Regions from separate parts of the Mus musculus genome. Here all the other regions are linked to region 3. Evidence: chromatin contacts called from public HiChIP or PLAC-seq and promoter capture Hi-C data. All regions are on one chromosome and are shown on one strand. Each heading gives the region's core, a stretch centred on a gene start, on an enhancer-like site or on the middle of the called end of the contact. The rest is flanking DNA. Distances are from core to core; before and after follow the strand shown. Region 1 holds the start of Zmat4 (zinc finger, matrin type 4). Region 2 has its middle 30 kb from the start of 4930413E20Rik. Region 3 holds the start of Tcim (transcriptional and immune response regulator). Region 4 overlaps Sfrp1 (secreted frizzled-related protein 1). Region 5 has its middle 52 kb from the start of Gm30471. Region 6 has its middle 52 kb from the start of 4930413E20Rik. Region 7 has its middle 28 kb from the start of 4930413E20Rik.

Evidence for each region. Promoter capture Hi-C pulls out the DNA fragments that hold promoters and counts their contacts. HiChIP or PLAC-seq counts read pairs in DNA pulled down with a chosen protein or histone mark.
Region 1: a contact with region 3 is called in a promoter capture Hi-C map of stem cell-derived epiblast-like cells, with 3 times the contacts expected there. The contact joins the promoter of Zmat4 here to the promoter of Tcim in region 3. A contact is called at or near these places in 8 of 39 promoter capture datasets (the 3T3-L1 cell line, cranial neural crest, embryonic stem cells and 5 more), 4 of 115 datasets of contacts at active chromatin or transcription factors (astrocytes, embryonic limb bud, forebrain and 1 more) and 1 of 9 other capture datasets (embryonic stem cells).
Region 2: a promoter capture Hi-C map of second pharyngeal arch cranial neural crest shows a contact between it and region 3. The contact joins the enhancer-like site here to the promoter of Tcim in region 3. A contact is called at or near these places in 5 of 39 promoter capture datasets (3T3-L1-derived adipocytes, the C10 cell line, liver and 2 more) and 1 of 115 datasets of contacts at active chromatin or transcription factors (astrocytes).
Region 4: a promoter capture Hi-C map of liver shows a contact between it and region 3, with 2.8 times the contacts expected there. The contact joins the enhancer-like site here to the promoter of Tcim in region 3. A contact is called at or near these places in 10 of 39 promoter capture datasets (the 3T3-L1 cell line, the C10 cell line, cranial neural crest and 6 more) and 1 of 9 other capture datasets (liver).
Region 5: a contact with region 3 is called in a promoter capture Hi-C map of hippocampal neurons, with 20 times the contacts expected there. The contact joins the enhancer-like site here to the promoter of Tcim in region 3. A contact is called at or near these places in 22 of 39 promoter capture datasets (the 3T3-L1 cell line, 3T3-L1-derived adipocytes, the C10 cell line and 13 more), 1 of 15 datasets of contacts at CTCF or cohesin (pro-B cells), 10 of 484 Hi-C or Micro-C datasets (the 3T3-L1 cell line, 3T3-L1-derived adipocytes, cortical neurons and 5 more), 16 of 115 datasets of contacts at active chromatin or transcription factors (astrocytes, cardiomyocytes, craniofacial prominence and 11 more) and 1 of 9 other capture datasets (embryonic stem cells).
Region 6: a promoter capture Hi-C map of the SN4741 cell line shows a contact between it and region 3, with 5 times the contacts expected there. The contact joins the enhancer-like site here to the promoter of Tcim in region 3. A contact is called at or near these places in 7 of 39 promoter capture datasets (the 3T3-L1 cell line, the C10 cell line, the SN4741 cell line and 3 more) and 1 of 115 datasets of contacts at active chromatin or transcription factors (embryonic fibroblasts).
Region 7: an H3K27ac HiChIP or PLAC-seq map of embryonic stem cells shows a contact between it and region 3, with 10 times the contacts expected there. The contact joins the enhancer-like site here to the promoter of Tcim in region 3. A contact is called at or near these places in 13 of 39 promoter capture datasets (the 3T3-L1 cell line, 3T3-L1-derived adipocytes, the C10 cell line and 9 more) and 4 of 115 datasets of contacts at active chromatin or transcription factors (craniofacial prominence and embryonic stem cells).

Annotation. Positions count from the first base shown.
Region 1 is chr8:23,668,380-23,671,079 of GRCm38.p6, forward strand. Zmat4 (zinc finger, matrin type 4) reads left to right here and starts at 1,282. Exons shown (of 7, transcript NM_177086.4): 1 at 1,282-1,422.
Region 2 is chr8:23,503,382-23,506,087 of GRCm38.p6, forward strand. No RefSeq gene overlaps it. Among named protein-coding and RNA genes, the nearest start is that of 4930413E20Rik, 30 kb to the right of the region's middle. Within about 2 kb of position 1,425, at least 22 of the 459 cell types and tissues checked have an H3K27ac peak or open chromatin away from gene starts, as enhancers often do. A contact at or near this core is called in second pharyngeal arch cranial neural crest, where this site is marked.
Region 3 is chr8:24,437,604-24,440,303 of GRCm38.p6, forward strand. Tcim (transcriptional and immune response regulator) reads right to left here and starts at 1,343. Exons shown (of 1, transcript NM_026931.3): 1 at 1-1,343. The coding sequence starts at 1,293. The coding sequence ends at 973.
Region 4 is chr8:23,439,017-23,441,716 of GRCm38.p6, forward strand. The region is part of intron 2 of Sfrp1 (secreted frizzled-related protein 1); the gene reads left to right. Among named protein-coding and RNA genes, the nearest start is that of Sfrp1, 29 kb to the left of the region's middle. Within about 2 kb of position 1,330, at least 14 of the 459 cell types and tissues checked have an H3K27ac peak or open chromatin away from gene starts, as enhancers often do.
Region 5 is chr8:23,594,792-23,597,491 of GRCm38.p6, forward strand. No RefSeq gene overlaps it. Among named protein-coding and RNA genes, the nearest start is that of Gm30471, 52 kb to the right of the region's middle. Within about 2 kb of position 1,425, at least 9 of the 459 cell types and tissues checked have an H3K27ac peak or open chromatin away from gene starts, as enhancers often do. A contact at or near this core is called in hippocampal neurons, where this site is marked.
Region 6 is chr8:23,480,680-23,483,379 of GRCm38.p6, forward strand. No RefSeq gene overlaps it. Among named protein-coding and RNA genes, the nearest start is that of 4930413E20Rik, 52 kb to the right of the region's middle. Within about 2 kb of position 1,447, at least 9 of the 459 cell types and tissues checked have an H3K27ac peak or open chromatin away from gene starts, as enhancers often do. A contact at or near this core is called in the SN4741 cell line, where this site is marked.
Region 7 is chr8:23,560,841-23,563,540 of GRCm38.p6, forward strand. No RefSeq gene overlaps it. Among named protein-coding and RNA genes, the nearest start is that of 4930413E20Rik, 28 kb to the left of the region's middle. Within about 2 kb of position 1,336, at least 25 of the 459 cell types and tissues checked have an H3K27ac peak or open chromatin away from gene starts, as enhancers often do. A contact at or near this core is called in embryonic stem cells and stem cell-derived epiblast-like cells, where this site is marked.

The sequences.
Region 1 (2,700 bases), core at 32-2,531, 770 kb before region 3:
CAGAGGTTCTCCTTAATCATTTTTCATAACAGAGTCTATATCACATCTTTCTACACGGTGAACAGACGTGAAAGTGGAAAAGAGTAAAACCCTTCTTACTTCTGAGAGTGAAGCTGAACATTTACCAGATGTAGGAGGAAGGTCGGCTCTTTCTTCTTCTTCTTCTTCTTCTTCTTCTTCTTCTTCTTCTTCTTCTTCTTCTTCTTCTTCTTCTTCTTCTTCTTCTTCTTCTTCTTCTTCTTCTTCTCCTTCTCCTCCTCCTCCTCCTCCTCCTCCTCCTCCTCCTCCTCCTCCATCCTCCTCCTCCCTCCTCCTTCTTCCTTCTCTTCCTCCTTCTCTTCCTTCTCCTCCTTCCCTTTTGGCTGATAATTTGTGAGACTGCAATTAACAGAAGGAAGTAGGATAGAATAATGAAACAAACAAACAAACAAACACCAGGCTCATGGCAGGTGCTTAGATCCAACGTGCCTGCTCATTTGGGCCTCCCCTGGTGACCCCTGGTGAGACATCCCAGACTTTTGTGGACTTTGGAAACAGCTCCTTCCAGACCTCAGGTAGAGTTCCAAGGGAACTTGGGACCTCGGGTTGGGGCAGTTTGTCGACCTTTAGGGAAAAGGATTAGGCACACGAACAAGACAAAGCATATAATATGCCCCCTGAACAATTTGAAATGACCTTCAGATGACCTCCAAGGTGTAAAAGCATCGTTCTGTTTTTTCAGCCCTGAACCTTGTTCTGCTTTCTGGAGCCTTCTGACACTAACAGAAACCCCCCATTATGATTCCCACAAGCCTCAGGAATATTTATCAACAAGGGGGAGAAATGAGGAAATAAGGCCAGATAATTGTTGCAATGGGCTTTGTTTTGTGGAAGTTAAAATGCTGGACTAAGAACCTCAGTTCATATTCTCTCTCTCTCTCTCTCTCTCTCTCTCTCTCTCTCTCTCTCTCTCTCTCTCTTCCTCTCTCTCTTTCTCCTCGCACCTCCCACCCCGGTCTCTTTCTCGCCCACCCCCACCTTTTTCGACTGTCCTCCCCTCCCTTCTCTGGACTCCCAGTTCTGCCCCCCCTCCCCCCTCGACACCTGGCGGGAGGAGAACCTTACAGGTTGTCAATGAAACATGGAATTATTTCCTTTGATGGCTTAGATAATAGTAGAAGCCAAAGCAATGAGTGAGGTCGGCCGAGACCAATGCAGTCCTGCCCGGGACTGGAGAGCCAATCACAAGAGCAGGAGGCGGGGCGTCGGCGCCAGCAGATAATTGCTAAGTGCATCGCTAGCACAGTTGGTCCGAGCTGCTGAAAGGTCTGGTCGCAGAGACAGGAACGCAGCATCCTCAGCGTGCTCCATCCCGGCAGTGTCTTCCTGCGCTCCGCCGGGCGGCGAGCCTCCGGACGACAGCCCCTCTGCTTCTCGGAGAAGGTACCTTTATCTGTGTCCCGGGAGAGGGGGCTGCTTCCGCTCTGTTTTCGCTCGGGCTTGCAGTTAGCACAGGTGGAGGATTGCAGAGAGAAGAGAAAAGTTTAAGGGGAGGAAAGGTGGCCAAGGCGGAGACCCACTGTCTTTTGTTGGGAGGAAAACAAACCTACAATTTGGGAAAACTTCTGCACCGCCAAGAGCAAGGCTTGTTTACTACTCTTAATTAGCTGCGCTCAGGTTCATGGAAATGGGTCTGATTTGGGGCTAGAGGACCTGCAGGGTTATGTGTAGACTTAGGTTTGCTGGGTGATGAGGCTGGACCCCGGATTGGCCGCTTCCTGGGCCAGAATGATGCTGTGACCATATCCATGAGCTGGCTCCAGAAGCAAGCTTGGTTTGATTGGATTTTCTGCCATCGGGTCTGCCCTATCCGCTATACCTTGACCTGCCTTGCTCAAACTACTGTGACCTTCAATTCCTGTCCGTCCTCAAACTTTTCTCAGCTTCTCCTGGGCTACTTTTGCCCTCTCCATCTCCATCGGTCTTCACTGGTGAAAACAGAAATGTCGTAGGGTGTAGGAGCCTGTCCTGTTTGACCCTGTGAGCATCTATCTGCGCATCACCCAACTTAGTGAAAAAGAAACCCTTGCCGTTGACAAAGAAAGTACTTCCTTGATCAGCTCCTGAACACCCTGGAACACTTTCTTGATTTGTTGTGTCCCGAAAAACATCAGGGATGGAGCTGAATTTTATCCCGGGGTGCTTTACACTCCCATCAAAGAGAGGCCCAGGTCTGAGGTCCTGGCCACTCTGAAAGAGAGGCTGGTGGGAGGGGAAGCCACTGGCTGCTAGTCAGCTTAGGTGCTCAGGTGCATCTGTTCAGGTAGATGGTGCTGCAGTCTCTGTCCACACTGCTTCTGATAGTTGATCTTCAAGTAGAAACGCTCACCGTGGCCCTTGGTTGGTTCTTTAACATTCCACATTGTTGGGACTACAAGGGACTCGCTTGCACCGAGACACACTTCCCACCCTGGAGACTGAGGTCAATCCTCTCTGTCAACTTTTGCTACAGGGCAGTGCAAGGTAAGTGGCCACTGAGAAAGTGGCTGTCCCCAGTGGGGGTGAAGGTGACGGACGTGGCCTTGGACTCCCTGCTTTAACACACAGGTAGTTCCCCGGTTTTGTGCCTGTCGACATAAGGCATGCAGTGGTGTGACATACCCGTGACATCCTCTGGAGTTTCCAGTCTCCAGGTGATATCACAAGTCCTTGGCATTTGGC
Region 2 (2,706 bases), core at 175-2,674, 930 kb before region 3:
GGCTTGAAAGCCAACTTATAGTAAAGACAAACTAGGTCCATTCCTGTTTATGATTTACTCTCTTTCTCTTTTTAAAATTATTTATTTTATGCATACGAGTACAATGTAGCTGCCTTCAGACACACCAAAAAGGGCATAAGACCATCAGACCTCATTAAGATGGTTGTGAACCACCATGTGGTCGCTGGGAATTGAACTCAGGACCTCTAGAAGAGCAAGTCAGTGCTCATAACTACTAAGCCATCTCTAAATCTCTTTCTCAAGGATTGGGCAATGTCTCTTCTGAAATTTTAGCTACAAATGGTTTTGTCCTGCCTGTTCCACAAGATGGCAACTATGTCTTTGTTCCAGATAACCATCTTGCAACCCAACCTTTGTTTCAAAAGTTGTTATGACCATATTGTTATGGCCACATTGTTATGAGCACCTTGTTATGACCGCCCTGCAATCATGTCTTTGTTTCAGGAGACCATTCTGACCACCTTGTTAGGCTCCTCTGTAACCGCCAAACCCAGCATCTGGAACCCCTCTACTCCTAATTATAAAAGCCCTTATTTTACTTTGTCCAAAGCTGATCTCTTGAAACCTACCTGTAGGGAGAGACAATCCATGCATACAAATAAAAAAGCTTACTTTAATTCATTTGGCCCTGATAATTTGGGTTGATGGTCTTTCTGCTCACATCTGGGGGATTAGTGGTAGCAAGCTTTCACTACTCTCTGTTCCTGATTATGTAGGCAATGAGACCTGATTGCTTCAAGCTCCTACTATCTTTAGTTACCCAAGGTGATGAACTGTAGTCTTCCAACCTTGACTTAGAGCAAAGCCTCCGTCCTTTAAGTTCCTTTTGTCAGGGTATTTAACACAGCCCCAGGAAAAGAAAGTAACACAAATACATTGGCAAGTAAGTTTACAAAAGAACAAATAAAGTGATGGCTACAATTTAACAAAACTAGGCAGCTGTGTCTTTAGTGATGCACAAAGGACCTGGCAGAAGCAGCCAGTGGCTTCCCTTAGCCTAGGCGTAGATAATTACAGCCTTACAGATGATGTTTCTGCAGTCCTTTCCCATGGGGTTTGCTCTGCAAAGGAATGTGTCATGCCATCAACCCCAGCTCTTTTCCAAGGATAAATGTTCCCCTGACGAAAAGAGTCCCCACCACCCTTCGTTTAGCTATCGGGAACAGTTCTGTTTATCCAAATCCTGTCTCTAAGTAGCCAACATGAAGGTGCCGGGTAATAACCCCTACTGTACTTAATCGCTTCCACATGGTCCTTCACTCCACCTAAGATTGTTTTAGCTGCTAATTTTCAAAGTCCCCCTCTACCCAGCCCCCCCCGGCCCACGCAGGACCTCAACTCTGCCATGTGCCCCACAGCTTTCCCCTTCCAGAAATCTCTCCGTGTGTCTATTCCACAGCCGCGCAGGGCTAGGCTAGGGTGGGAGGTGCTGGGAGTATGTTCTTAATTTTTCTCCCTGTAAGTCCTCTCTCTGCCAAAGCCCTTGGCCAGGATCCAGAAATGGCACATTTAATAATACCTAGTGTGTTCGGGTGATACTTCATAATTACATCGGTGCGGGTGAAATTGTTGCCTTGAGGATAATTCCTGACCATAATGTAAGTGGACAGCCTTGTGGCCCCCGCACGCCCCCTACTGGGAGATCAGAGAGTCAAGAAGGAAGAAGAGAGGAGCAGAAAGGAAGAAGAAAGGGATGTGAAGTCTACCCGCCTGCCTTTGGTAGGGGAAAGGAGACAAGTTTATTAAAGGGAAAGACTTTTAAGGCCCAAGGACAGGAGATGGGAGAGTAGATGGCACCATGGCTGGTACCTGGGTTTGTGATCCGTTCTTTGATTATTTCTTTACCCACTAATGGTCCTCACAGTGTGCTTTCTTTAAGGTACTCACCATCCGGGCTCAGACCTGAGACCCGAAGGGAATATAAAAGGAGAAGGGTCCAGGAAAGACTGTGCTACGTGAAGGGACAATGCCTGATAACAACGGCAGGGCCACTTGGTACTGTGGCATATGGCCAACTCCTTGGCCATAGCTTCAGAACATGTGCCAGCAGGGCCACCTAAGAAGCAGCTGCTCTTAAGTTTGGTTGAAACCGCTTGGGGACAAATGTTCTAATGGGCTTTAGTTGCCAGGCCTTTCAATAAGCCTTGCTGCTTGTCAGCAGCACACACTTCAGACGTGTGTCGCTGTAAGACCGCTTCTCCAAGTGGCTCTCATTCTAGATCCGAAGTACGGATGCGAGGTGCCAGGACACAGCTTTAGCCCCAGGAAACTGTCATCACCCACAGGAGACATCTCTCTATGGCCATTGCTCAAGAACCCATGCGCCCAAGACCACAGCAGAGCCCACAATGCAGACAACTTGGAGAATCAAGGCTACAAAGCTCCAGAGAGCACCTGCTGGTCACTCTTGGACTCTGCTCTGAGCTGGTGACAGCAGCTTTGTGCCTTATCATTTTCCTGGATTTCCAAACAATTCAGGGAGGATCATGATGGTTTCAGCCCAAAGGAACTTTAAAGTCCAAGATGTGATTTCTTCAGAACAAAAGACGTAAGGATGACATTATCGAGAACTCTGCCCCAGTCCCTGTGTTCAGATGCCAAGTCTCCAAACAAAGCAAAACAAAAACCGAAAAGGAGAATGAAAACAAGATGAGCTACTGCGAGCCAACATGGTGGGTCCTAGAT
Region 3 (2,700 bases), core at 93-2,592:
CAAAGAGAAGCTAAGTTGATAATAATTTATTAGGGCTATGTATCACTTACAATGCATAATAAATAATTTTAAAAAACCCACAGCATCCTTCTAAAATCCCCCATATTCATTTCCTAATGCTTACTACAGTGTCTGGAGGACATTTAATTAGATTAGATTTTAGCATTAGTCAGAGAGTTTTAAAAAGCACATTCGAAAGTTGTTCACAGTCCTTCGGATTTATGAAGGGCCCCATTATTTCAGCTTTGTGCAAACCATTTTGAAGTGTGTACAAATCCTGTAGAAACATAGCCCATGCTGTGGGGTTTTACTGGGCTGGGCCAGGCATCCAGTTCTTTGACTTTAACAGCAGGGGGTGCACTGTCTTAGCCATTGTATTCAATGCAAGCAGACAATTACTGATCTCTAAAAATCTTGACCAATAAACAGCACGGAGATTTAGCCACATTTTTAAACATTCAGATTTAAAAAAAAAAACACACAAAACTTCAGTAAACCACTTATGCTTCATATTCCTTCTCTTCCCTCCCTCCCCACTTCAATATTTAAAAAAAGAAAAAAGGAAGAAAAGAAAAAAGAAAACAAAATAATAAACCGAACAACAAGAACAAAAACCAAGTTAGGTTTGAGTTTAGTCTTAGGGCCTTGCCAACGGCCCTGGGTGCGTGCACTCAGTCCCCACAAACGCAGTGTTCTGGTCAGTGCCTCCATCCTCTCAGGCTATGTCCTTTCCTGCTGTGAGAGTTCTCAACGCCTGCTGAAGGCACTTGGCTCCCAGTGGGACAGCTCAGGGCTGCAATGAGTTGCAAGTCTGTGTAGCTGGTGAGTTATGTATGTCCCTTTCCATCCTCGGGGTCCTGTCGGAGGAAGCTCTCAAGCCTTTTCGCGGGACACTGCCCGTGCCAGAGCTGGCAGGCTCACTGGGTCTTTAAAGGTCCATTGGTGGATACGCTCTTGCCCAGCCTGCTGTGCTCAGTGTACCTTGATGGAATATTTCCGCAGTTTGAGAAACTGAAGAAGCTTGTCTTTTGTCCTCTTCTTCAGGGCCATGAGGGCTCGAGTTTTCTCCTCCAAATCTTGGTCGATGGCAAAAATGATCTTGGCCCGCTCCTCTGCCTTCTTGTCTCCGGAGTTCCTGAAGAGCCTCTGCAGGGACTCCTGGTCTATGTTCTCAAAGATGTTGCCCACAGCTTTCTTGCGAGCGGCTGTGTCGAAGTGGTAGCCGTGGATGGACGGGCTTACTCGAAGAGACGAGGACATGCTGGTGGCTTGATGGCTTGGCTTGGCTTTCATCGATGTGGGTCTTCCACGGCTCAGCTTGGGCACTTCCAGGGGAGTCTGTTGTAAAAATCGTCCCAGGACGGCTATTTAAAGGGTGAACAAAGCTCGGGACTCAAATTACACTGGTGACGTCACATTGATCCCAGGGAGGAAAAAACCACAGAACATTAACAGTTGCCTTGCCAAAGATCTGGCTCCGGATGCTAGAATGCATTTCAAAGCTTGTTTAGAGATAGCTGGCTACAAGCTTGCCTCTTTACACCTCAGACGGCATTGTGCCTTACAAACTGGCTCTTCCTTCCAGAAGCCGAAATCAGGAGAGAGAGAGAAAAGAAAAGGCTCCAAATCTTTGCCTACGATTGAAACAAGGAGTTCTGCCAAGCTCAACAGAGTTTCAATTAGTACAAAAGTTTTAAAGTGTGGGCCAGACCCTGGCAGCCTAGGTCTGTGTGCCTTTTGCCTGTCCCTATCAGGGTGAGGGTGAGGAAGTCAGAAGAAAAAAAAAAATGCTTGGGAGGACAGGAAGTCTGACTCTGGAGCTAAAGTTTACTGACATGGCTCAGCCCGAAAGCACAAATCTCAAACTGTACCTGAGTGCTGTATGTAATTTCTGCTGGGAACTGCAATTTAAACAGTAATAGCGGCAGATGGTAGCTCCCCAGCTTGTGTAAGTATTGACAGCAACAACTATTCAAAAGCAAGGAGCAAAGGTTAATGGTGGTGCTGTGGGTACTTAATGCCCACAAGGAATGAGCTGATCTTTTGTTTTGAGGGCTACTTTGGAGTCACTCAGCATTATCAGAATGCTGCTATCTTCATTACACGCTTTTAATCTATTACTTTTGCTATCCACAAGACTCAGATACGTACAGCTGTTCTATGCTAAATGTCACCTTCCTCTGACCTAGAGATTCCTCTTTATGATTCAAATCTCTACTCTCCTTTCTGGTCCTCCAAGAAACTAGAATGGACTTTTAATGTTATTTCACTTATAGTCAAGAAAATCACACACCTATAACCCCATCTGTCTTAGAAGGCTGAGGCAGGCTAGCAAGCTGCAGGACAGACTGAACTACACAGGAATGAATGCCCTGTCTCAGAATTAAATTAAATGAATAAAATAGAAATAAAATCATTTATTTTACCTTAATAAAGTTTATGTCTCACTAGGAGAAAGGAGTGAGACATTTTTGCATATGTCAAAACCTTTTGCATTTTTCAAAACCTTTTGTTTTGAAGGCTACTTTGGAATCACTCAGCATAATCAGAATGATGCTATCTTCAACTTTTAATTTATTACTTGAAGATATGACTATTATGTGAAATTACAGTGTCTTCCTATTACCTGAAAGAAATGTTCACTGTGGATAAGTATGCGCCAGAGTTGCTCAAGCACATAACGGGCAGGGAACTTCTACA
Region 4 (2,700 bases), core at 80-2,579, 1.0 Mb before region 3:
AGTCAAGCGCTCCTTGTATGGTAGGTAAGTCTGCAGTTTGGTGGGTCTCATTGAGACTTTAAAGGAAGGAAGACAAAACAAAACATGGTCTGTTCTTTTGAGCTACTAGATTTTTTTCAAAGAGAGAGGAAACAGAGACAGAGACCATTCAACCTTCTGACTTGGAATGGAAATCAGTGTCTTTTAAACAATTTAATCACATTTTCTTTATGTATGTATTTATGTATTTGAGTAAGTGTAGAGGTCAGAGGACAAGTCTTGGGAGTTTTTTCTTTTCATGATTTGGGATCCAGGGAGTGAACTCAAGTTATCAGACTTGGCAGCAAGCACCTTTACCTGTTGAGCCATCTCACCAGTCTGGACCATGTTCCAAGATGTGAGGCTCCCACTTTGTAACCACATAGTCTCTCACCAAATGCTGTGACATCTCCAGCACTCCATCCCTTTCCTCTGTTGGATGCAAGTCTGCCATATAGAATAGACCCCTTGGCTGCTGCTGGGGTAGTTGGTGAGATTAGCTACTTGAATTCATAGCTGCATCCTATGGCCTAGCCCATCAGCATCTGCAACCCTGACTATGGGGGCCTGCTTGCTCTAACTAGCGTGGGCCATCTCTCTCTGAGCCGATGGTTTCAGTTTGTCTTCTCTGTCAAGACAAATCTGATTTTCTTTTGCTTTCTGCTATCCAGAATGCTCTTGATGTGTTCCCGTTGTCTTTACCATTTTTCTTGTATGGGCTTGGTTGATTTTTAATTTTTTTTAGGTTTATTTTATTTTATGCATGTGTATATATGTGCACTGTGGGCATGCCTAGTACCTACAGAAGTCACAAGGGGATGCTGGATCCCCTGGAATTGTAGTTATGGATCACTGTGAGCCACGATGCAGGTGCTGGGAATCAAACCTAGGTCCTTTGCAAGAGCAACAATTGGTCTTAACTGCTGAGCAGCTATCTCTGCAGCTCTTGCAGTCTTTCTTTCTTTCTTTCTTTCTTTCTTTCTTTCTTTCTTTCTTTCTTTCTTTCTTTCTTTCTTTCTTCCTGCCTTCCTGCCTTTCTTTCTTTCTTTCTTTCTTTCTTTCTTTCTTTCTTTCTTTCTTTCTTTCTTTCTTTCTTTCTTTCTTTCTTCTTTCTCTTTTCTTTTCTTCTCTTTTCTTTTCTTTTCTTTTCTTTTCTTTTCTTTTCTTTTCTTTTCTTTTCTTTTCTTTTCTTTTCTTTTCTTTTCTTTTTAACTAATTTTCAGTTCACTTCAGGAGGAAGCAGAGTGCTGTGTGCACCCCATCTAGTATGTTTGGCTAGTGATGCTCACTGGTTGTTGCTCTTCTCAGACATTCCAGGAATTCAGAGCCTGTCTGCAGGGAATGCTTTGGTCTCTCCTTTCCCTTGGCAGTCAGCTCTCTGGAATAACCTTCGCTGGCTCAGATCCTGGCCCGTGCAGGTCAGCAGTGACCTGCATCACCAGGCAGTCCGGTTTTAGACACATTTTTCAGAGCATGGGAGGGGAGGTGTCTCCTCCATTTGAAACAGCTGCCTAGGGCGTTTTGCTCATTTTTAATCTTTGCCTCTGACACTTCGCTAATAACTCTTCTCCCCACACCCCAGCAAAGATGCTTCTGGATCAAAGCAAAGATGGATTCTCCCTTTTCTTGTGTTCTCTGTATCTTGCCCTTCACTGTACCCGTTACCTGTAACCAGTTGCACTTCTCAGCCACACTCACCCCTGCTTTCTTGGTCCCTTCTTTCCCTTCTTAGATCACTACAGCCATACCAGATTATTGGCTGTTTACAGGCATGACCCTTGGCTGGTAGCTGCCTTTCGTCTAGTGGCTATACCTGGTCATGGCCGGAAGACAGACAGACCCCTTTAGGAGGTTAGGAGGTCAAGGGGAAGAGATGATTTGGAAGGAAGTGCAGGCTTGGGATGAGTGTGCAGACTTTTCTGATTCTCCTTTTGGCGGCAGAAATACGGCTGAGCCTTGTGGGAGGCTGTCGAGAAAGTGTAATTTGTGTGCAGAAAACATGGTTTGAGTGACTGAGAGTGGAATGAAGCTTTCATGGTCTACTGAAATGTGCTCAGATGTACTCAGACCAAAGAGATCGTTTGTTTTAAGATTTCTGAGAAAGACTCAAACAGTACAAATTGCAACCTCAAGTTTGGAGTTTTCCAACATTTCAGAGTGTCTGAATTGTTGGCTGGCAGTAAAGCATAGATAAGAGTGATACTTTACCCTTGGGGATGTTAAATTGTTGCTAAGGAGGGAAAAAAAGAATCATTTTACTTGCCTGGGGGGGTTTTCCTTCTTTTGTTTTAAGGTGGCTGAAATCTAAAAAACTAAACCCGAGGGTTAGTTACAATGTAGTGTTTATCTAACAGGGCAGGTGAGCAGAGTGCTGGAAAAGACCTAGGCCATGCCAGCAACCACACTGTGCCCTGCGTCTTACAGAAGGAAAGCAGAGATTCAAGACATTGGCAGCGAGGCTTTAAGTCCATATGCTACTATTGTGCCCTGTAGCTACTGCCCCTTTCGTCTTTAAGGCCACTACCATTTGTACTGCAAACTCCTCCATGGGTGAATTTCTCAGAGCCCTGGCAGTAAGCATGATGGGACTGGAGAGCAAGGCGATTGATTCCTGGCTATTCTGAGCCCTTACCAACTTCTGCCTTTGTGCCTATGGTGTGGTGGGGGTGGTGGTAGAGGAGG
Region 5 (2,700 bases), core at 175-2,674, 840 kb before region 3:
TTTGTCTTTGGTGTCCTACCTAGGGTGAATAGAGATTTGTTCATAATCCCCAGGGAAAGTCATACAACAAGAGGAGACCGATTGACTGGACCAGGATGGAGAGGACCTGTCTCCACAGGGATAGAAAGGAGAGAGATTGCTCTTAATTACAGTGAGTCAGATTCAGACCATATTGCTAACAGGCAAAGAAGGATGTGAATGTTGCATAAATTTTGTTATCCTCTGCACAAAAATCCCGGGGAGATGAACACAGTCCTGGGCATGCATTTGTTTCTTTGTGTCAGGTATGCATCCTACCAATGGCACCTTTTGTTTTTACATGAAGAAAACCAGGAAGGAAAAACTTGACCCTCACACAAGAGCGGATTAAATGAAGTATGTGGCATATCCTATTTTAACTTCGGTTGTACAGGTTGGAATTTTTACAGAAGTGATGTTGGAAATTCAAAAGCCCAGAGCCACATCCTAACCTAATGCCAGCACAGATCAGGGCAGAGAAGATAACTTGTGTTAGTCCTTGCTGATTGCCGAGGGGACCTGTAAGTGGTGACCTTGAATAGTATGGAGTGGACTGTTTGCATGTGGGCCTGAGGTACAGGCACTTACAAAGCTTGTCACCTAAGGACCTACCAACACCCATCAAGGGCTACTAACTCAAGTCCCACCTCCCTCTTCTCTCTGTCTTCCTCCACAAGTATTCTACCCTGTCTGGCCTCAAGCTCCATCCTGGCCGCAGATACAAAGGAACAATTCCAGCCTTCTGGGAACTCCAACTAGGGAGACAGACAAGTGTTGAGAGAACGCTCATTCTGGTGGCCTAAGTAGTGGGAAAGGAAATTCATGGCACTTGGAGAGACGAGGAAGAAGGTCATAGCTCCTTCAATTCAGCTTTACTGAGGCAGGTTAGAACTGTTACTCTGGCTCCTTGTAGTGTGGGAGAACTGGTACTATCTCCGAAGTGGATAAGCCACCCATTCCATCTGGGCTCTGGCTAAAACATTCCCCCCTTGTCACTAGCAGACCCTTCCCACCAGGATGGAGGGTTCTGCTGTCTTGTATGACCATCGTGTTTGGCCGGTCTCAAACCTCTTAGGCAGACTCTGTCCATAGGATTATTTGAATGACTCAAAGGAGCTGATTGATGGCTGCAGTGGGAGGAATGTCTCTCTCAAACTTGACTACCCCAGGTACATTGAGAAGGGGACCTAAGTAGATATTACAGCCGTGGTCTATTAGCCATGAAAATACCCAAAGCAAGTAATGACAAAAAAAATCCAGCCAACCTGCCCCTTTCTTGCTATCTTTTAATGAATAAAAAAAGAAAAATAAAATATCTCGAGGTGAGTATTAACTTTCTTACTTCTAGTAGATGGGTCTTTCCTGGAGAGACGCTATCTAGTTCAGAGGGAATGAGCCTGAGACCGGCATTTTAAGCCAAATCAGTGCTAATTGCTGATATCTCTTGCTGCTCCAAGATGATTGAGAGCGGGACTGGATTGGCTTCTTGCTGAGAATAATTATGAGGCGTTTCATGCTATGCTTTAACCTCTGGGCTTTGGCTCAGAAAATCCCTTTGTCCTTAGTGAAGAAGTCCCCCAAAGGGCTGTGGGATTTTTGGACAGACAGCTGCAACACCAGTCTCTTCCACACGGTGGCAGACCTTCCCCGGGAAATGCGCTCTTCCGCGGCCATCGCAGCCTTAAGCAGGGTTTCACAGCAATCCTTGCCAAATGTCATTTATGTTGACTTGGCTCTGTTAATATGTCAGAGGGGATATGTGCTCAGACATACTGGTCAGGTTTGTTTATTACAGTTTCTTTTTTTAATTTAGAAAAAGAAATCAAAACAAATAAAGCTTTCACTATTTCAATGGGTGCGCATAATGGATCAATCGGAATAGTTAGAGAGGGGTATGGGAGGGAGAGATAAGGAGAACAATTGGGTGGATAGCCACAGCTGCAGCGCCCCTTGATGCAGTTCTTTCTTTCACTGTGGTGTGGATACGATCTCAGTATCTGTTTCAGGTAATTTGTCCTGGTGGGAGGCAATGCTTTCTCTTGCCGCTCCCTTTAAAATGGCAGGGGAATGATTCTCCCCACTCAGACCCGCAAGCTCCTGCTTCCTTCAGGAACTGGGGAGGCTTCCCCCAGTCTTGTGGCTGGCTACTTCCCCTCTTAGGTGCTGAGAACTGTTCTTAAAAATTGGCTTAACAAAACCAAACAACCATGTGCACACATGAATAAAAATGAGATAATCACTCTAGAAAAGAAAAATCTCTGTACATAAACCCAACTCCAGGTATGGAGATGACACAGAACTAGACAATGGAGGAAGACTTCTCCATACTAGGGATTCTGGGACCCTCACTCTCATTCCCTGGTCGCCCCCCAGCATCTAATCACCTGGTCGTGATCCATCGCTGGAGGGAGCCTGGCAGGCACAGTGCTGTTGCTGAACTTTGAGCTGTGTGACTCAGAAGGCCACCGTGGTCTCTCCAAGCAGAAAGCAGGTGTCACTAAGTGACTCACAGTCAAGCACCCAAAGGGAGGCAGATGCAAGATGCAGCTGGGGAGGAACCTTGCCTGGAAGCTGACAGCATTTTCAGGACCGCCCCACCCCTGCCCAAGTCCTACATGGCAGAGGCAACCAACAGAACAGCTGGCTTGGACTCCGGGTGGGACATGGGCCTCTTGCTCACAG
Region 6 (2,700 bases), core at 197-2,696, 960 kb before region 3:
CTGTGAGCTTTCGACGTTGGCCTGGATGTGAGAAGGTGTGGGGCTTTTAAAGCCTGCAAATGAGGATTGTTCTCATGCCAGGTAGCAGAAGACACACTCTGGACCTTTGATTCAGCGGCACCAGTGGAATATATTCTGTTGGAAAGCCACACAAGGCTTCATTGCAACCCAGCACCGTGGAAGCAGAAAGGCTTTCCAGATTGCTCTCACCTCCCCCTTCTCCACAGAAACCCTCTGAGCTCTGGAAATCCCGGTAGGAAATGGCAGTCTGAGAGTTAGTGATTGTGGGTTTTGTCAAGTTTCTCTTTTGCTGGACCACCGTAGCCCATTGACTCTCCAGCAACAACCAGTGCAGAAGTGAAAAAGGCCAGTGCTGACTTCTACTCCTTCACTGCCAATGGCTGGCTGTTTCTTAGTGTCATTTCTTATGTTTTGCCGAGGTGACCTCTGACCACTGTCGGGATGGGAAGCAAGGTAGTTTTTTAATCTTAGTGTTTCTAGAAGCCCTTAAGTAATCAGGCTTCTGCTAAACTGTCTTTCCTTGCCCGATGACATCCAGATCCACCAATCCCTGAACTTGCCCCAAGATCAAGTCATAAAATCCCACCAATCCCAGGTCAACCTGGAAAGCTCCACTGCTTCCCCCAACTGCAAGTAACCCTATATAAAGACCTCCTCTTGCACATCCATATTGTTCTGTCTAGATATAACAAGCCGGTGCTAAGATGCTTTGGAGTCAGCTGCAGGGAGTGTGCTTCTTCTGTCCCAAGACCCTCAGCGAGCTGTGAGTGCTGGACCTCTATACCAGCCAGCTTTGCTCCAGGCCTTTCTCTCCAGTGCCAGTCTTTGGACAGCTTGCCTCTCCCTCACCTAAGCTGGGGCTCCACTGGGAACGGACTGAACTCATTGACATTCCTCTTCTCATCCCAAGAGAAGAGTGGTCGTCAACAAGAGGGCCCTGCTCCTAACCAGCATGTCAGAGAATGAGCCATCTGCTCCTGATTAGGGGTCTTGAAGCTAGACAGTGGATTGACAGGACTGACTTCCTGAGCTGACAGGGGAACTCTGTCAGTCCATACCTCTCCTGGGAATTCTCATTCCCCACGAGCTGGATTCAGTTCTTCAGCTCGCACTGAGTTTGAGTGGTAACTCTCACCTGGTAGAACCAAGCCTTAGCAGGAAAGAGCAGAACTTATCCATTCTATCTGCTCTAGTGGTTTTCATATAGGCCTCGGAAGGCTCATTCTAAAACTGATGAGTCTACACACAAAATACCTACTATTAATCATTGTTTCCTGTAACTTATGCATTAAGCAATCCCACAAAGCCAAACATCGTTTCATTTCAGAGTTCCAGGCTAGAGGAGTTGGCCTTCCAGTACTAGCAGGCGTCTGTGGCCTTATTGTATGTGAAAGGTGCTAGGAAGGGGGGGTCATGGGCTTGGAGACCTCTGACCTTTATATGCCTTGGAGAATGGAATTTTAATTCTCTCTTTATAGCTTTCAACCAGATCATGTGGCAGTCAGTAATTCTTTCCACTTGAGAGGCCTGAGTCTTTTGTATCTAAGCCACAGACTTTCACAACTGAATGAAAATGATTCTTGAATTTCTTTGTGATTTACCAGTGGGATGAATGATAAGACCAAGGAGGCCAGTGACATAGTCAAGATTCTTGGAGACCAGATGGACTTAGGAAACTGAATGTCTGAGAATCTGCCCGCAATTCTTGCCAGCTCAACCCGTTGCTTTCTGCATGTTTCTATAAAAGTTGGCACATTTGGCTCTATCTCCCATCAGAACCGGCTCTGCCCTGCGTATGCCTGTAAGTGCTTTCTTAGGCAGCCTGAGACCTGCGTCTCTGTCCTTTGCCTTTCAGGGCTAGTTAGTACTCTCAGCATAATGATCTCACTATTCGGGGCAAAGTGTCATAAGTGACCTCAAGTCAACCCACTGGCCATCCAACCATACAAGATTTACCACAAAAGTTTGCGTGAGACATAAAAAAAAAAGAAAAAAGAAAGAAAAGTACTTAAACATCCAGATAGGAGACTCTCCAGAATGGAAGGAATTCAGCGTGAAAGACTGCAACTCCCTCAGTGGGAGGGGCTCCGAGGAGAGGGCAACAGAGTTATAGAGGTTGTACAATAGCCAAGTTCAGAAATGTTGACCTTTTAGAAAATGATGAGAGCTTGTCCTTGGGGCTGCGGATTGAAAGCTGACAAGCTTTGGGTTCCAAGAAATGAAAACCATGCTACAGATGACCCAGGCAGAATCAAATGTGTGGGCAAGAGGCAAACCGAAGGTTGCCGCTCTCGGGTAAGCTGTTCCTTGGGAGTCTGGTTAGCTTTGTTTCTATCTTTTCAAAAGTTTCATTTTATCCTATCTAGAGTGTGGTGTAGGGCAAGTGGGCCAGGCCACCAGACAGAAGAACTGGACTCTAGGAATCTTCGAGACTTGATATTGGCAAGAGTCTATATCCGTGTCTATACCTGCTCTGGAACATGTAACCAAGACACTCCACTGAGAGGACCATGGGCAGTCATTTAATGCATGAAGTCCATCCTTCCCCATGTAAATAGAGCATCACTAGCTTCTCAAATTGTGCCAATAGGAAACACCTACCCTAAATCCCACCCCACTCACCAATGTTTATATAGTCCCTGTCCGTATGAAATAAAGCACACAAGTTATTTCACTGAG
Region 7 (2,700 bases), core at 86-2,585, 880 kb before region 3:
TTTATCTTACCTCCTCCAGACAGTAGTTCTTGGGTTTTGTCTCACACATGCTCTATTTGTTAGGTGGGGCTGAGAAAGGGTTTCCAGTCCTCTGAAAACTGCTTCTCTCACACGTTAATCTTGAAGAATTTTTAGTTCCAGCTCTTCTATCTTAAACCCGTGATGTTAGCGTTCTTTCTAAGCTCCGCCCCACAGTTACCAGGCAACTTCCAGGTAGGCCTGACCCCCACTGTAAAAAGGTTTGCTTGGCCCCTCCTTGCTCTCTTGGTCTCCTGTTCCTCTTTTGCTCTCTCCCTGCTTCTCTTCTCCCTCTCCCCGTGGTCATGGCCTGCCTCTACTTCTCTACCCTCTCCCTCTCTCTGCCTTTCTCTGTCTCTGCTACCCTCTTAACTCCCCTCCCATGCCCTGAATAAACTCTATTCTATACTATCCATCGTGTGGCTGGTTCCTCAGGGGGAAGGGATGCCTTGGCATGGGCCCACTGAGGCACCCCCTTCCCTCATACCTCACCTCACCCCTATAGAATATATTCTTATATCTCCTAACACTTTATCTTTTTACAAACATATTACGGGATGTCACAGCTATCAAGAAAAATCGGTACCGCTTGGCAAAATTCAGCCCATAAAGTCTACCAGATTCTGAATTTATTGTTATTAAAATGCACTGTGAGAAAGCAGCAAGGCATGAACATGTCTGTCTATGCGTCTGAGGTCCAGTATGTATGACATAAACATTTAATTTTTCTCCAAGAAGTCACTTAAATGGCTGTGGAGAAAACATGAACAACACCCAGCCAAATGTAGTCCAGTAGCCAAGTCACTAGGTTTCAAGTAGAACAAGGACTTCCTGTGGACTATAATGCTATCATAACCTATACTTCAAGATGTTGGGATCTAGAAAGTTTGGGTGTTGCAGAGGCAAATCCTTTGGTTTCAAGACTTTCTTCGGTGGTGGTGGTGGAGGGGCAAAAAGAGTGGAGCGCTTGTGTGTTAATCAGAGCAGCCCCTATAGTTCCACAAGGTCCTGCAGGCTAATGAAGGCCTGAGAAATTTGTGTGTGAAGGTAAATCTTTGCAAACAGACTTGTATACAAAACCTTTGGTAATCCAAAGAAAGGCAAGGCATACCTGCAGAAGGCGGAGATTTGCATTTTATATAATAGACTAGGGGCTGCTTCTTCACTTTGAAGTGTGTTCCCTTTTGGCTTCCTGAAAGTTCCTTTGCATTAACAATTTGTACGATTTTTGGTTCTGATGAACGACATTGTTTCCCCGTACTCTGATTAACACATGAATGCCAGCCCTAGGCCCCAGGGAATGCAAAGCAGACACATTTGCAATTGAATATCCACTTAACATTTGGGCTGAAGTTTGAAGTCTCAATCAGTTTCCCCATCCACCACTGCTCCCCTGGGACCCTTGCCCAGATGTGAGTCTCTTGGGATGTAAATGGCTCGTCTTGAGTTTTATGCAATATTCATTGAAGTGATGGGAGATGGTGAGGTCTAACTGCCAACTGAAACACCCGAGGGTATAAACATTTTGCTCCCACTCTACTGTGACTTGTCTGCATTCAGCTCTTAAACTTCCACTTTTATTAAAATGTGCATGCTGAGAAATCACCTAACATTGCCAAATTTATAAAGCAAGTGCACACGTGCGCATACACACACGCGCGCGCGCACGCACACACACACACACACACACACACACACACACACACACACACACACACACACAGAGGAATATCACTCTTCCAAAAGCCTTTTCCACTTTCCTCAAATAAAACCTCTGAGAATATTTCCCCCTATTCGCACCTTCAGAGTGATAAACAATGTGCTTGGCCCCTCCCATCTCTTGCTCTCGAGGTGATAGTCTCTCAGAGTCACCCATTGTCCTGGTTCACCTTCCCAAGGTGTGGGCTGGCGACAGGAGAACACCCAATGGAATTATCAGAATACAGAAATGAATCAGCCAATTATGGCAAATAGTAGACATACAGACAAATTATTAAAGATTGGAGGTGGACTATTGAGTTGGGGGTAGTTTGGGGGTTCCATGGGGGCTATTAATCCCAGTAATAAAAGAATTTAGAAATGGAGTCAAATGAAAACTTCAGGGTAATTTTATTAGAGTTTTAATACAAAAACATAGTGCAGGTTAGCTGAAAAATCTCGGCAGCTGCTATAGGAGAGATGGGGAAAACACCATTCCCTTTTCAGTGAGGCATGGGCTAGAAGTAGACAGCTTATTAAGAAAGGAAAAGGAACTCCCAAGAATAAAAGGGGGGGGGGGGGCGGTCTGGTGAGCGGAGGAAAGAGCGCAGAGCACCTAGCCCCTGGGTATGGTCATTCAGAGTCCTCCTCTGCTTTGCATTCTTGGGCTGGTTGTGCGCAGACTCTAGGCTAAGCAAGGGCTTCCAGTGTTCCTCTGAGAATTGGCGACTGCTGTTCACATGTGACTCTCGATGTGGCATTTCTATCACGGGTGCTGTTGTTTCCAGGAACTTTTGTTCAGTTTCTGCCTTCTGAATTTCACCATTTTCTACCTCTTGCCTAACTAGACAGCCGGGGTCGGGAAGGATGGGGGGTCGGGGTGAGAGGGTGGGAAGCTAGTGTCCAGTGTTTCCACCTCTTGGCTTCTTTCATATGTTAATCTTGACACCTCTCTCTTCCTCTTGCTCGGGCACTGCAGAGGGC